Linked DNA regions of Anas platyrhynchos: region 1 is linked to region 2. Evidence: chromatin contacts called from public Hi-C data. All regions are on one chromosome and are shown on one strand. The core of a region is the stretch at or near the end of the contact, and the rest is flanking DNA. Distances in the headings are between cores, read along the strand shown.

Region 1 (6,361 bases), core at 702-3,201, 160 kb after region 2:
CTTGAACTCGCTGGTTTGAATTAGGTCTCTAGGTCAACACCCGAATCCTTATTCATTCACATTTCCGATAAAAGCCAGCATTTTGGTGGAGCAGGGGACCACAGAAGCAATGCAATTTTTTTCTTTTTTTCTTTTTTTTTTTTTTTAAACTAGCCCCTGGGTTGAATTAATGACCGAGGAGGGCAAGGATGACTCAAAGTGGGTTACGTACACAGGAGTGAGCACAATGAAACTGCGAGCAACCGCTGAAGTTACAAGGACGAGAAAATAAATTAATAAATTAATTAACTAAGAGAAATCAGGCTGGCTCGCTTCTGACACGGCAGCAACCCCCAGACCCTGGACACCGGGGCGCCGCCGCACTTGACCCCCCCCCACCCACCCCGGGGGGCCGCCCCGCCGGAAAGTTTTGCCCATCTGGGGCATTTTCTGCCGCCGCCGCCACCCCTACGGCCACCTCGGCGGCTTTTTTTTTTTTTTTTTTTGGTGACAAAGACGCCGATTTCGGCGTCGCCCACCCGGGCGGCGGGGCCCACCCCGGGCCGCTCCGCGGGGCCGGGCGGTGCCGGTGCCGGTCCCGGTGGCGGTGCCGGTGGCGGTGCCGGCGGGGCGCGGCCGGACCCCCTTTGTCTGCCGCTCCCCCCCCCCCTCCGCAGGCCCGGCCCGGCCCGGCTCGGCCCCTCCGTGCCCGGCGGCGGCGCATGGCGTCCGCCCGCTCCCTCGGCGCGGCCCCGGCCCCGAACAAAGGGCTGCGGCAGCGCCCCCAGCCCTCGCCCGCCGCCGCCTGGCGGACCCGGGGCGGGGGCCGGGGGGCAGCGGCCGGGCCCCGGCGCCTGTCACAGCGCCCCGCAGCTGCGCCGCACGCACGGCGCCCACAGCCCCCGGTAACGGGGCCGGCCCCAGCCGCGGGGGTCCCCCCCCAAAAAAAACAAAAAGGGAGCCCCGCGGCTGTGCCGGGCTGGGTGTGCGGGGACAGCCGCAGGGCACGCCCGCGTGCAAGGAGCGGGGGCAGCGTGAGTGTGAGTGAGTGTGTGTGAGTGTGAGTGTGAGCACGGGGCCGCCCCGCCGGGCACGGCTCGTCCCGCGGTGTGACAGAGCCGGGCACGGCGCCGCGTCCCCGCTGCTACACCCCCCATATACATACATATAGACACACATATATGTATATATATTTTTTTAATTCCCCTTTTTCTGTTTTTTTCCTTTTTATATATATATATATATAATTTTTTAATTTTTTTCCATTTATTTTCCCGGGGCGCCAGACCCGTCCCGCTGCTCTTTGTGGCCCGGCGCTGCCGCCCCGCTGCCGCTGCCGCTCCCCGGGCCGGCTGCGGGCGATCCCCGCGGTTACATAACGCCGCATTTCCAGGAACCCGGCCCCGCAGCGCCCGAAAACACACACACACACACACACACACACATCCAAAAAAAAAAAAAAAAGCAAAACGCGAAAAAATCAAAAATATTAATAATAATAAAAAAAGGCACAGCGCGCACCGGCAGCACCCCGCGGCGCCGCCCGCTCCCCGCCGTGCTGCGGGGCAGCCTCCGGGGGGTGCCCGCCCCGGCAGGACGGGCAGGGCAGGGCAGGGCAGGGCAGGGCAGGGCAGGGCAGCGCCCCGCACCCCGCACCCCGCGCCCCGCAAGCGCTGCGGGTTATGTAACGGCCGGCAGCCGCCGCACAGCGCGGTACCTCGCGGCGCGGCTCGGCACGGCACAGCACGGCTCGGACGCGCCCGCCGCGCCTCCCTACCTTGCGTGCAGGGCGAGGCGGTGCGGGGCGGCCGCTCCGCTCCGCTCCTCTCCTCTCCGTGCGGTGCCGTGCGGGCAGCACCAGCAGCACCAGCACCACCAGTACCGGCAGCAGCAGCAGCAGCGTCGTCGCCCCGCTCAGCCCGCCCGCCCGCCCGCGAGCGTGCGGCGGCGGCGGCGGCGCGGAGGGATGTGTGTTAGTAGGTCAGCGCTGCGCCGCGCGGGGCGCGCAGCCCGCATGCCAGCCGCGCCGCGCCGTGACTGGCGGCCGCGCCGCGGCCAATCGGCGCCGCCAGCCGCCGGGGGGCGGCCAATGGGGGGCCGGGCAGGGGGCGGGGCGGGGCGGGGCGGGGCGCGCTTACAGTAGGGCTGTGTGCTGCGCATTGCATAACCGCCGCCGGGACGGGGGGCGGCGGCGGTGGCGGCGGCGGCGCGCGCGGGGGGCGACGGCGGTTACGTAACGGCCCGGCGGGGGGGGTAAGGGGGGGCTCGGCCCGCGGCATGGGCGGCGCCGCCGTGTGGTGAAGGAGGGGAGGGGGGGCTCGGGTGTGAGGGGCTCGGCGCCCCCGGTACCTGGTGGCGGAGCCCGGCCGAAGCTGGAGGCGGTGTTTAAGTGGTGACCCTCGGTGGGCACAGCCGGGGGTACGGCGAGGCAGGGGGCAGAGCGCTGGTGCGGCTGAAGGGACGCGTTCAGCGCGGTTTCTTTCCTGCTCTCCTGAGGTACAGGAAAAATAAATCCCACGGTTGAGAGCCGCTGCCAGCTGTCTGCACAAAGGGAGTCCGCGGACTTGAGGAAAAACTCCGAGAAGAGAACGGTTCTGTGAGTGCCCACCTCCGCTGGCCCGTCTCCTGGAGGGATGAAGTAGGGCACGCAGGTCTTGAGCTACACTCCTAGCTGCCTTCAGCGTGCCGGGATTTATCCTGGCTTCTGGACAGCAATATATGCACTCCAACCCCTGATGGATTCGTCTGTATGTATCAGTACACAACGGCAGCCCTCTTAACACCGTCTCTGATTTTCACTTAATGAGCGGTGCTGAGCCTACGTGTTGTAACACTGCTACGGGAAGGGTCTAGCAAAGGGGCATTTACAAAGCAATTAATAAAAATATCGCAGACAGTGCCTTCTATCATCTCTAACATCCTCTGGCTTCTTTATACTCTCTTGTGTTCGTGCTTCTTGGGTTTTCAGTAACGCAAGGTCTGCGTCTGACCCAGCCCAGAATTCAAAGCCAGCAGAATTCAACAGCAAAATCCCAGTGCTTTCAAAGAGAAAAGGCTCTAATTCCTCACCCTTGTTACCGTTCACATTCAGGACAGAATAATCCAAATTACATGTAGTTTGGAGTGAAATAAAAATGAAATGCTTTTTAAGATCATGATATGTTAAACATGTTTTGATGGCTTTATTTATATATGTATACTATATATATATATAAAATACACTCTGGAGTTAATTGAAATATATATATATATACACATATGTACGTATAAAATACACCCTGGAATTCACTGAAATACTGCAACTTGTGCCATAACCCTTGGCTTCCCTGCTTTACATTCTTTATAGCTGTAGGAGCTTTGCTATATAACAATGCAATCAGACTACACCATATTCACCAGTCTTCTCATACATTTGATGTGATCTGTGCTCAAAAGCATTTAACACTAACCAAGTCCTTCAGGGCTTCCTGCTCAAGATGAGTAGTAGTGAAAGTTCTATAGAATAGATGATACTGTGATTTTATAAAGATCTAAGCCAGAAATAAAATACATTAAAGAAAAAGGCAAGTCATTTGACTACAGTTCAAAGTACTAATCAAAATATTTCCGTGCATCTGGGAACATTTGTGGAAACTGTACTGGAAAAATATTTGTGCTGTAATGTACCCTTGCTAAAAGCAAACCCAAGAGAAATAGATGTTCACATTGTAACTTAGGCAGACATAAGTGAGGCAATGTTTACTGGCGCTGTTAAATGTGAAGAAACACCAAAAATTGCACAATAAGTGCACGGACTAAAGAAAGAAAATTTGTGTGATACTATTTACACTGCAACAGCCAACTTAAGATTGATGGGTCATTCATAACCTCCACATGACACAAAAGTGCAAAAGCAAATGTGATGACTGTGAACAGCAACAAATGAAATTAACTTGCATAAAAGTTACTCAAATGTCAGTTAACACAAGCCTGGCTCAATTAGTCATCTAAATGAGATTATACAAGAATGATGATACAAGCCAAAAACTTCGCTGCCTGGTCTCCCGCAGAGCCAAGGCACAGGAAAGTAAAAAATCTCAGGCAAAGTTTTTTAGACAGGGGCTAACGCTGTTCACCGCCACTGTTCCAGTCATCTACTTCTCTGTTTCATTTGTCATACTCCAAGGTGAGAGATGTGTAAAGAAAGCAGTGGGATGTTTTTTGGCAGTCATTTCTTATATACATTTGAGACTTGGTCTTGCCATTTAATCTTTGCTCACATTAGTCATCCTACTGAGTTTGATGATTTACATTTGTGAGTAATCCTTACTTAAGTGACAGCGCTAAATCTATAAGAAATGTATCTCCCTCAATTTTCACCAAAATGCTTGAAACACTTGAGTACACTTGACCACGGAAGACAGACAGACACTGAGGCACACCGTATTCTATGACGTTGTGCTTTGAGGGATGATGGGGAGAGCAAACACCACACGAACGATTTTTACAGCCACAACTAAGAATAGTAAAATACGTATTAAAATACTGAGCAGTTGGCTCTTCTATGACAGTAATTATCAGTGAGTCATTTGTTGAAGCCACTATGCTTTGCAAAATAGTTTGTAAATGTGTTCTATTGAAGTGAAAATTGAGTAGTAAACTTAAAGACATTAAGAGCTATAAAAAGTTTGTCACACAGCAGTGATTAGCAGAAAGACAAGAAGAAGTCTTTGTTCTGCGCAGGGGATCTCTGTGCTACTCTTTTATGGTTATTTTACGTTTAAGCTGTGCGTGCACTGGGCAGGCTAATTATAGCCTTGTGTAAAAAAAAGGAGTGTAACTCTTAGTCTTAGACCCTCACTCCCAAGGGCTGCAGAGAGACTGGAAAACAGCCTGAGCAGAGAACGTTGGAAAGGATGTTCCTGGTTGTTCAGCAGCAGCTGAATGGTTGCATGGACTTTACTATCGAAAGTCATGCAGATGGCTTAAATCAAGCTTTTGCTCCTGAAATTCTCTGCTCAGCTACTCAGTAACTTTGGGGGATTTATAAATCACATTTTCATAATTTGTTTTGGCCCTTAACATGCTCAGATGACTAAAGCTTTTTTCCAGCTGTGTGTGGAAGGTGGTGCCCTTCTTGCAGGTAGGTCCATCTAAGACCCACCCAGAATCCCACCTAGAAACTGGTGGAAACTGAGACCACTTCTGCCCGCGTCCAGAGCAGCACTTATTCTGATAGACATTTTGAAATATTTCTACCAACCACCTGCTGGTATAAACTCCTGTTATATTTGAGACTTCCTTGCTCTTGGACTACTGAGTTCTAAAATTGATACATCAGGAGGATGGGTAGAAAGTGGCCTAATACAGAGAAAAGATTTTAAAAGTCACCAGATCAGACAAAGAGCAAAAATGAGCTTGCATTTTATAGCGTAGCCATCAGGACATTCACCATGGAAGGAGGGTATCTGTGTTCCACCACTTAACTTCAAAGACAGCTTATGCATCGATAGGACTGGACACAATCCTGAGGAATATCCTGTGTTAGCCTGGATAGATAGATTGTCATCATGGATTTGTGCAAGCATGTTGCATTCATTCTGCCCTGAACCATACTGGTTCCCTCATAAAGCATCACATGCAAAAAGCTACTTATTAGCTAGCTCAAAAATAGCTCTCTAAAAATAAGTATCATGGAGACTTACACAATAATGTACACATAGTTTTCTTCATTGTGTTTCATGCAAGAAGCAGATGGCAAATACAAAAAAAGATCTGAATGTAGCAAGACACTGAGCTTGGGGATTATGTAGTCCAAAGAAGCCAGTCAGGCTCAGCAGTCTGTAAACAACGCCATTTTAGAGGTAGGTGTCTTACCTACTAATGTCTGTGCCTTTCCTTTACATGGGAAACAGAAGTCTAATACATTAATCTACTAACAAGACTCTCTTTATTTGCCTATAAACACCAGTCCCTCAACAATACCCAGTACAAATCTTGTGTTAGAACAGGTAGAAATGGATAAAATCTGTTGTGAAATTAAAGTGGAACTAGAAAAAAGGAAATCCTGATTTAGTATTCCATATATGTATGTGATTGCAACACTCAAAGAGTCACAAGTATCTTCTCTCCAGAAAGGCTAATTCATTTATGACTTCAGAGCTGCTGCTAACACAAGTCATAGCAACACAGGAAAACATTAAGCTTGACTGTAATCCTGCTTTTACGTTGAGCTGTCTGAAACACGGGGCAACGCTTTGAAACAGCACAGTAAGTCAAGTAATGGTTTAAAAAGCCTGCAGTGTTACTGGCAAGCTAGCTGTACCTGAAATTGCGAGTCATCTACTATTCCAGTGAAATATTTTAATGTTAGAGCAACTTGAGAAATGATCAGACGTAGCAC
Region 2 (6,683 bases), core at 1,968-4,467:
TTTAAGTACACCAAAATAGCAGTGGGTTTAAAAATCACCATCTGCTTCTAGCAATGAAATAATTCTCTGAAGAATAGATAATAAGCATAAAAAAACCACCCTCAACTCTTACATTCTCCATGGCAAGACTGAAAGTAACAATGATGCATTTCTTGACATTACTATTTATTTCATAAACAGTTCTGCAGGGTCTTAACATACCTGTGAATGTTCAAAATACCTATTTATCAGTTACTAATTCACCAGCATAAACTGTTTACATTTCAGTCACAAATGACTAACTGGTAAGTGCTATTGTAATTGTTTTTATGAGTTAAAATAGCCTAAAGCTGCTGATATTTGGGGCAAAATGCAGACTCTCTCCCTCGCTCCTGCCTGTCCCCCTGCCTCCTCTTGATTTAATTTGGATTTAGTAAAGACAATGAAGAATTCTCATTTGTAGGGACTGATTTATTTATTTTTTTTAAATGCCTATTATACTATACTGCTATTAGGATTTGCAGTATATAATTGCAAATGCATGCAAAGAAATCTGAGTGCGTGTGCATCCAGGTAGTTTGGATACTGGGAACAATGAATCATTATGTCAGCTCAAGATGGCCCCAGACCTGGAAGCTTGCTTACTGGAGGAAGCATATGACTACAGTTTCTTAGATCTCAGCAGAGCTGATATACCCTATACTCCACCCATGTATTGTTAGCCTTAGGAAACAAAGTTATATTGCGACAACATCAGTCCTCACTCTTTTACCCTTTGAAGCCCTATACAATATAAATCGTACTCAGAAGAGGAGAATGACCTACTATTTTCTAAAGGTGATTCAATGGAAAATAAAGGCTCAAACTAGTATCCCCCTTCCCATCTCCCTCCTAAACAAGAACTTGCCTAACTTGGTCATTTCACTTTCTGTCTGGAGGCTTCATCCGCAGCCAGCACACCTGTAGCTATGCAGCACGCTCACCCGGCCCTCCTCAGCCAGCGGTGTCCTGATCTGCATGAGCAGGGACAACTGCTAAGGGACAGGCAAAAGGTGAGAAAGGCTAAATGGCAAAGAAAACCAGTTTCACTAGCTCTGGCACTGGGGCCTTGTTTGTTGGTTCTGTGATTTCAGTGAGATGACGGACTTTGATTTCGTAATAATTTCAGTTTAAAACCTTTCAAGGTTTTAAACCACAGAACAGGAGCTAACTTTTTAGTATAGTCTGAGAGAATGGCACTGCTTTTTTTTTTTTTTTTTTTTTTTTTACGCCCATAGTACTCCAGGAAAAATCAATCTGTTTTCAGACATCTAGATCAATTCTTCTAAAGATAGAAAACAAGTAAAGCCGCTGCAAGATGCTTCAAACAACACGTAAAATGGTTTACAAACAATTGATTTAACAAAACAAAGCAATTTTGGAAGTAGCAGTATTTAACAAGTAACATTTCTAATGTATTTGTCATTGTGGTATTTAATTAAATTCTAAGCTTAAAACAACAACAATCCAAAAAAGGAGATGCCCGTAATTCGTACTTGTACTTGGTGGATCACAACTCTCATGACAACTAACTCTGTCTTACTTTTAAAAGACTTGCAAGAGACCACCACAATGGCAGTGTTTTGGTTAACTTCCACATTTTGAAAAAAAAAAAAAAAAAGAGAACAGAAAAATCATGGAGAAGCACAGGCTTTTTGTTTTATCTTGTTTTGCAAGGACAGGACATCTTCATAGTAATATACGAAAAGTATACAGTTATGAAATAATTTATTAATGAGAGATTTTTTTTTTTTTTTCTCAGCAGTCAATAACTAGCATAGGAAAGGAGAAAAAAAAAAGAAAAGGGAAATGGTAGTTTTAAGAAACCTAGTGTTCTCTAGACTTTTTCAAAAGGGTCGTTCTTCACTCAAGAATGATTAAAGAAAAAAAAAAAAAGGGACTGTGAATAGCCAAGACTCCCAGTGATCTCACTGCAAATTACACATTTATTTGGAATGCATTACAGGAATAATGTTACAGACTTAAGACCTGATCCAAATTCCATTATGTAAATGGAAAAGAAAATTTTGTTGTCTTAAAAGGAAATTGAATTTAGTTTTTAGTTCCCAGTTAATGAGATACTAATAAAAGCAAAGAACTGCAAGGAAAGTGATCAAAGAGAAATGCCCCCACCCCACCCCCCTTTTTTTCTCTTTTATTTTTTTTTTTTTTTCCTTTTTTCTTTTCATATTAAATACTTACCTAAACTGCAATTTATTCATATATCTAAAGTGGCTCTCAGATCCAATAGAAAAGCAAGCTGCAACTGACTTAATGTCATCCTTAATGAATGAACGGAAATGGGGCATATCACAGATTCTAAATGTGCAATTAGTGTCTAAGGATAAGCAAAAAGAGCTATGTAACCTGTACATGATCCATTGGTTATTCCATGCAACATAATCCTTTCTTCAAAATAATGTTAAGATTGTTGCTATTATTAAGGACATATCTTGTTTTGAAACAAACACTTCAAAGACTCCTCTTTCTTTTACAGATTGGACACTTTTGTGATTTCATTTCTGGTTGAACCTACTACAGTTGCTTACCTTAGTGAATGGAACCACCTAAACAGGCCCCAGATCTGCTAAATGATCTCACAGACAGGTCTTCTTCTGCTAAGCTATACATAGGGCAGTTGGCTACGTATAGGTCAACTGGTCTCACACTGTGTGCACATCTCCTAGCACCTGAATTAAGCCCCACGATCAAAGCACTGACGTTTGTCCTGCACAATCCTGAATGCTCTCAGCTTTTAGTGGACCCAGAATAAGCTCAAGGTATTCAGAAACCCAGTTTGCACAGCAGGACTTTTGTAGCAGAATATCATAGCCACAAGATTTTTGTTTCTTCTCTAAAGGAATAGGTACGCGCAGGGGACTATAAGTAATGTGAATTTCAAGACAGGAACAGATCCATTTTGATCTGCCAGCTTTATTTAAAATTAATAAATTCAGTCCATGTATAAACTATCCAGTCATATCCTGTAAAGGTTTAAACAGTGAAACCACAAGGGAAAATAAACTAACATCTCTTCCCTTTTTATCTTAAAAGTGTCTGAAATGAATTGGTTGCTAAAGAAACCTGATATAATTGTGACAGACTGTTTTGAAACCCTTAGCGCAGTTCATCTGAAACCTCAGCATAACAAGTGGCCTCTTATCTGCGTACTATTCCAGGAAGAAATGCATGGCATTTCGTCATCACAGCTGAAAGACTAGCTGGCTCTGCACGTAGGCTAAGCGAGAATAAGAGCCCTCAGCTATAATGAGGGCACGGTGGTAGCTAATGCTTAGTCAGAGGCTGTTTCCTTTAGCCTTTGCTACTGCTTGTAGGAGTTGGAATGCAGGAAAAAGCAAAAATTAAAGAGAACATAGAGAAGGTCAATGTTTACCTTCTCTGTTTGTTCTCAGTCAAGATTATTTTGGAAGAAGTGGAACACATGAAGTAATATAGCGACATCTTAAACCATCTTGCCTATTATAAGGACTTTAAGTAGTTTTATTTAGTGTGACTATTTGTGAGAAGGATTACTTACAGAAGAGAGAATCATAAAAAGCAGATGTATTTTTTTAGTCTGACATTTAAATGCAAATTAGTAAGCGGAAGTTTAATATAGTTATTTCCTTGTGAAAACTGATCTTGAATTTCCAAACAGGCAAACAACTTTCTCCTTAACAAAGCCATTGAATCATAGATAACCAGTAGCAATTATTTCAAAATTATTTCAAAAACAAGGGTACACCTTTGTAAGTGGAGGAATATGGTGAGGAACATTTATTTTTACAGGTTTTTCCTCTCTTCCACATCCTTAAGATCGTAACATCCACAATGCTCTGTCATCATGTTTTTGAACATGATGACGTTTTTGCAGATAAGAATCTGCAAAATTTGAACATGGAATGACTGATCAACAGAAAATGAAAATGTTAAATGGGAACGTGTAGTAATGTTCAGACTGTAGGTTTGAGAGCTGATTCATTCAGGACAGCATTTTGTTTTGTTATTTTGGCAGGAGAAATATCACAGCAACTATTGTGAATTTACTCTGCTATAACCAAGCTCATTTAAGCACATGACTGTATGCACTATAATACTGAACACACTGGACTGAGTCATTTACACTCATGCAGTCGCTGATCTAAATAAGGGCTAGATTTAACTTGCTCTGTTTAACTCACTGGCTGAACACTTTAAATTGTTGGCACGGATATTTCTCAGGAAACTCAAACTTACACAAGCAGAGGAAAAACATTGCGAATGAGATGCTGCTGTGTGCAAAAATTCATCTTGGGTAAAACTTTAAACCCTAAAAATAAATCTTGTGTGCAGTTCTCCCAAATAGGCTTTTCTGTTCAACTCTGAAGGTTTAAAGCAGTTGTTAATCATGTACTGTACACAGTGCTAAGCAGGAAAGTGTTCAGTTATTTCTGAAACACGTTATTTTGAGGCTATATTTGAATCTTCCATATTTATGTGATGAGAGTTATGTCACAAAGTTAATCATTCCCAGGATGCTAGCATTCAGGGTAATGAAAAACTTCTTGTGCAACCAGCCATTAATCAGTGAGTATAACATTGCATAATGCTTTCTGAAGCATGTGTTATGTGATCAGAGTACAAGGCTGTATAATACAGCAAAGTGTTTATGCCATATGCTGACCTTTTCTAAAGCAGAAACGGAGCCATGTGATGTGCTGCTCTTGCCAGCAGTTGCTTATTGCCAATAATTAAGTTTGACGATATGAAGAAACACAAACTTGTATTGCTTTAGAGTTCTAAAAGGAAGAAGCTTTGAAGTTTTTGGCACTGCAAAGCACAAAGATTGCCAACTTGGCTTGCATACACTACCGTTGTCCATTATAGGCACCGCCCATCAAAACTGGAATCAAGTGCCCTGTTCAAGTGGTTACTGGCATTTGTGTAAAGGAAAACATGCTCCGTCGTTACAGGACTGCAGTATTATCCAAAAGAGCACAAAGGTCACAGGAACAAAGCAGCCAAAAGCATGCCTGGTACCTCAAATCTCAGTACATCACAATAACATTTGATGTTCTTGTGCAATAGTGCTAGTAAGCAGCTATTACTTAATCTCCTACCAGTATTACACAAATGTATACTTGCGAAATACTTCAGATAAATATGCTGTAATTATATGAACTATAAAAGCATGTATAGTACAAAATGTTTTTGTAACTCAAAACACACATACCTGTGGAGACGTGGTTTTAATGAGCTATTTTAACAATGGGAACAATGCCTCAGAAGCTTCCATGAACAACCATAAAACTATGTGCTGGAAGCAGAGTGGACATACGGACATGCACTTTATATATTATGTATATATATACACACACCAAGTGATCAAAATTTTGCCCTAAACACAGTTACTTTGTGCTTCACTGTTGGCAGAATCAGGTTGCAAAGCTGGAATAACCAGCTTCGTACAACTGCTTTAGCACAAGCAACCTTTCTGGTAGTGTAGCTATGACATGGCTGCTCCTGTACCACCTCCTCCCTGACTTGCTTGGGTTTCCTTTCACCTAACTGATGACAGCCAGACTACTTAGGGGAGTGCGTAAAGAAAGAGGTAGCTAGCTTCCATAAGCATTACCACCTGTTGAGAGCAACACAGTTCCATCATGGGACCGACTGTATGTCAGCAGTGGTTGAAGTGATTCCTGATATACCTCTGCTAAGGAACTATTTTCAAGCTTAACTAACAGTCCTAAAGCACAAAGCAGTCTAGAAACACAATCACAAAGGTGCACATGTAAGAATAAGACTATGCGGGAGCTTAGGTGCCCAAGCCAAAAATTTATATTCTCAAAATTCCTGCTTAACTGTTGAGATTTTCCTTTCCCCTTTGAAGCCGTACTTCTGATGTATTAGACAATGGCAGCCATGCTGTAAGACCTTCCAGGATTTACGAATTAAGACTTCCACAGCTAAGGAATCTGAGTCAGAAGGTATCTTCACACTTGACAGACAGGAATCCACAGAGTACAAAGGAGATGTTGGGGCTGAGTGCAAAGCCAGCAGGATTCTATCCTTGCTCCACAATCTATTAATAAAAGTGTAATACTCGCTGCAAGACAGGTCTTCCCTTTCCAATCTAATAGGCTAATGGTCATTATTACTATGTCTCAACAAGACAAATGGCAGACTAAGTAATTAAAATAAAAATGTTTAATCAGGATTGACTGAGAACCTCCAGTGATCAGGTCAGTCTTGAAGGAGTGTTCAGACCAATTCAGTGAAAGGAAGGAGCAAAAATGGATTTGAGCTGAGTTTCACGAGTACTCCAACTATTCAGAAATTAGATCGACCAAATAAGTGAAGCATACCCTCTTCATTTTTTCAACAAAGGACTGATTTCAACCCAGGTATGAAAAAGTATGTAAGAACCCAAAATGAATTCGCTTTGTGAACCCAAACTGATGAAAGGAATTCCCTTCAGCAGAAGGTGGATAAAAAGAGCCCCAAAGCACGTCCATGTCTTCATTTATGAACTGATTAAATAGATAGAACCCTTCTCATTATGCTGTCTTTTGTGGACCCAAACTTTTTTCAAATACTATGTATAGACAGCCTAGGAATCATAAATGGACGTTACGATCTCTGTAAGTGATTAGGGTATAGAACTGGCTGAAACAAGCCAGAAC

The links. Hi-C and Micro-C count contacts between places; a contact is called where the count stands out from the background.
Region 1: a contact with region 2 is called in a Hi-C map of subcutaneous adipose tissue, with 2.4 times the contacts expected there. The contact joins the promoter of NFIL3 here to the enhancer-like site in region 2. A contact is called at or near these places in 3 of 8 Hi-C or Micro-C datasets (liver, skeletal muscle and subcutaneous adipose tissue).

The regions. Positions count from the first base shown.
Region 1 is chrZ:48,984,153-48,990,513 of IASCAAS_PekinDuck_T2T, forward strand. It overlaps NFIL3 (nuclear factor, interleukin 3 regulated), which reads right to left and starts at 1,952. Exons shown (of 2, transcript XM_027446249.3): 1 at 1,757-1,952. LOC119714419 (a long non-coding RNA gene) reads left to right here and starts at 2,107. Exons shown (of 2, transcript XR_005261626.2): 1 at 2,107-2,232; 2 at 2,476-2,888.
Region 2 is chrZ:48,822,099-48,828,781 of IASCAAS_PekinDuck_T2T, forward strand. No RefSeq gene overlaps it. Among named protein-coding and RNA genes, the nearest start is that of AUH, 120 kb to the right of the region's middle. Within about 2 kb of position 3,218, at least 3 of the 8 cell types and tissues checked have an H3K27ac peak or open chromatin away from gene starts, as enhancers often do. A contact at or near this core is called in subcutaneous adipose tissue, where this site is marked.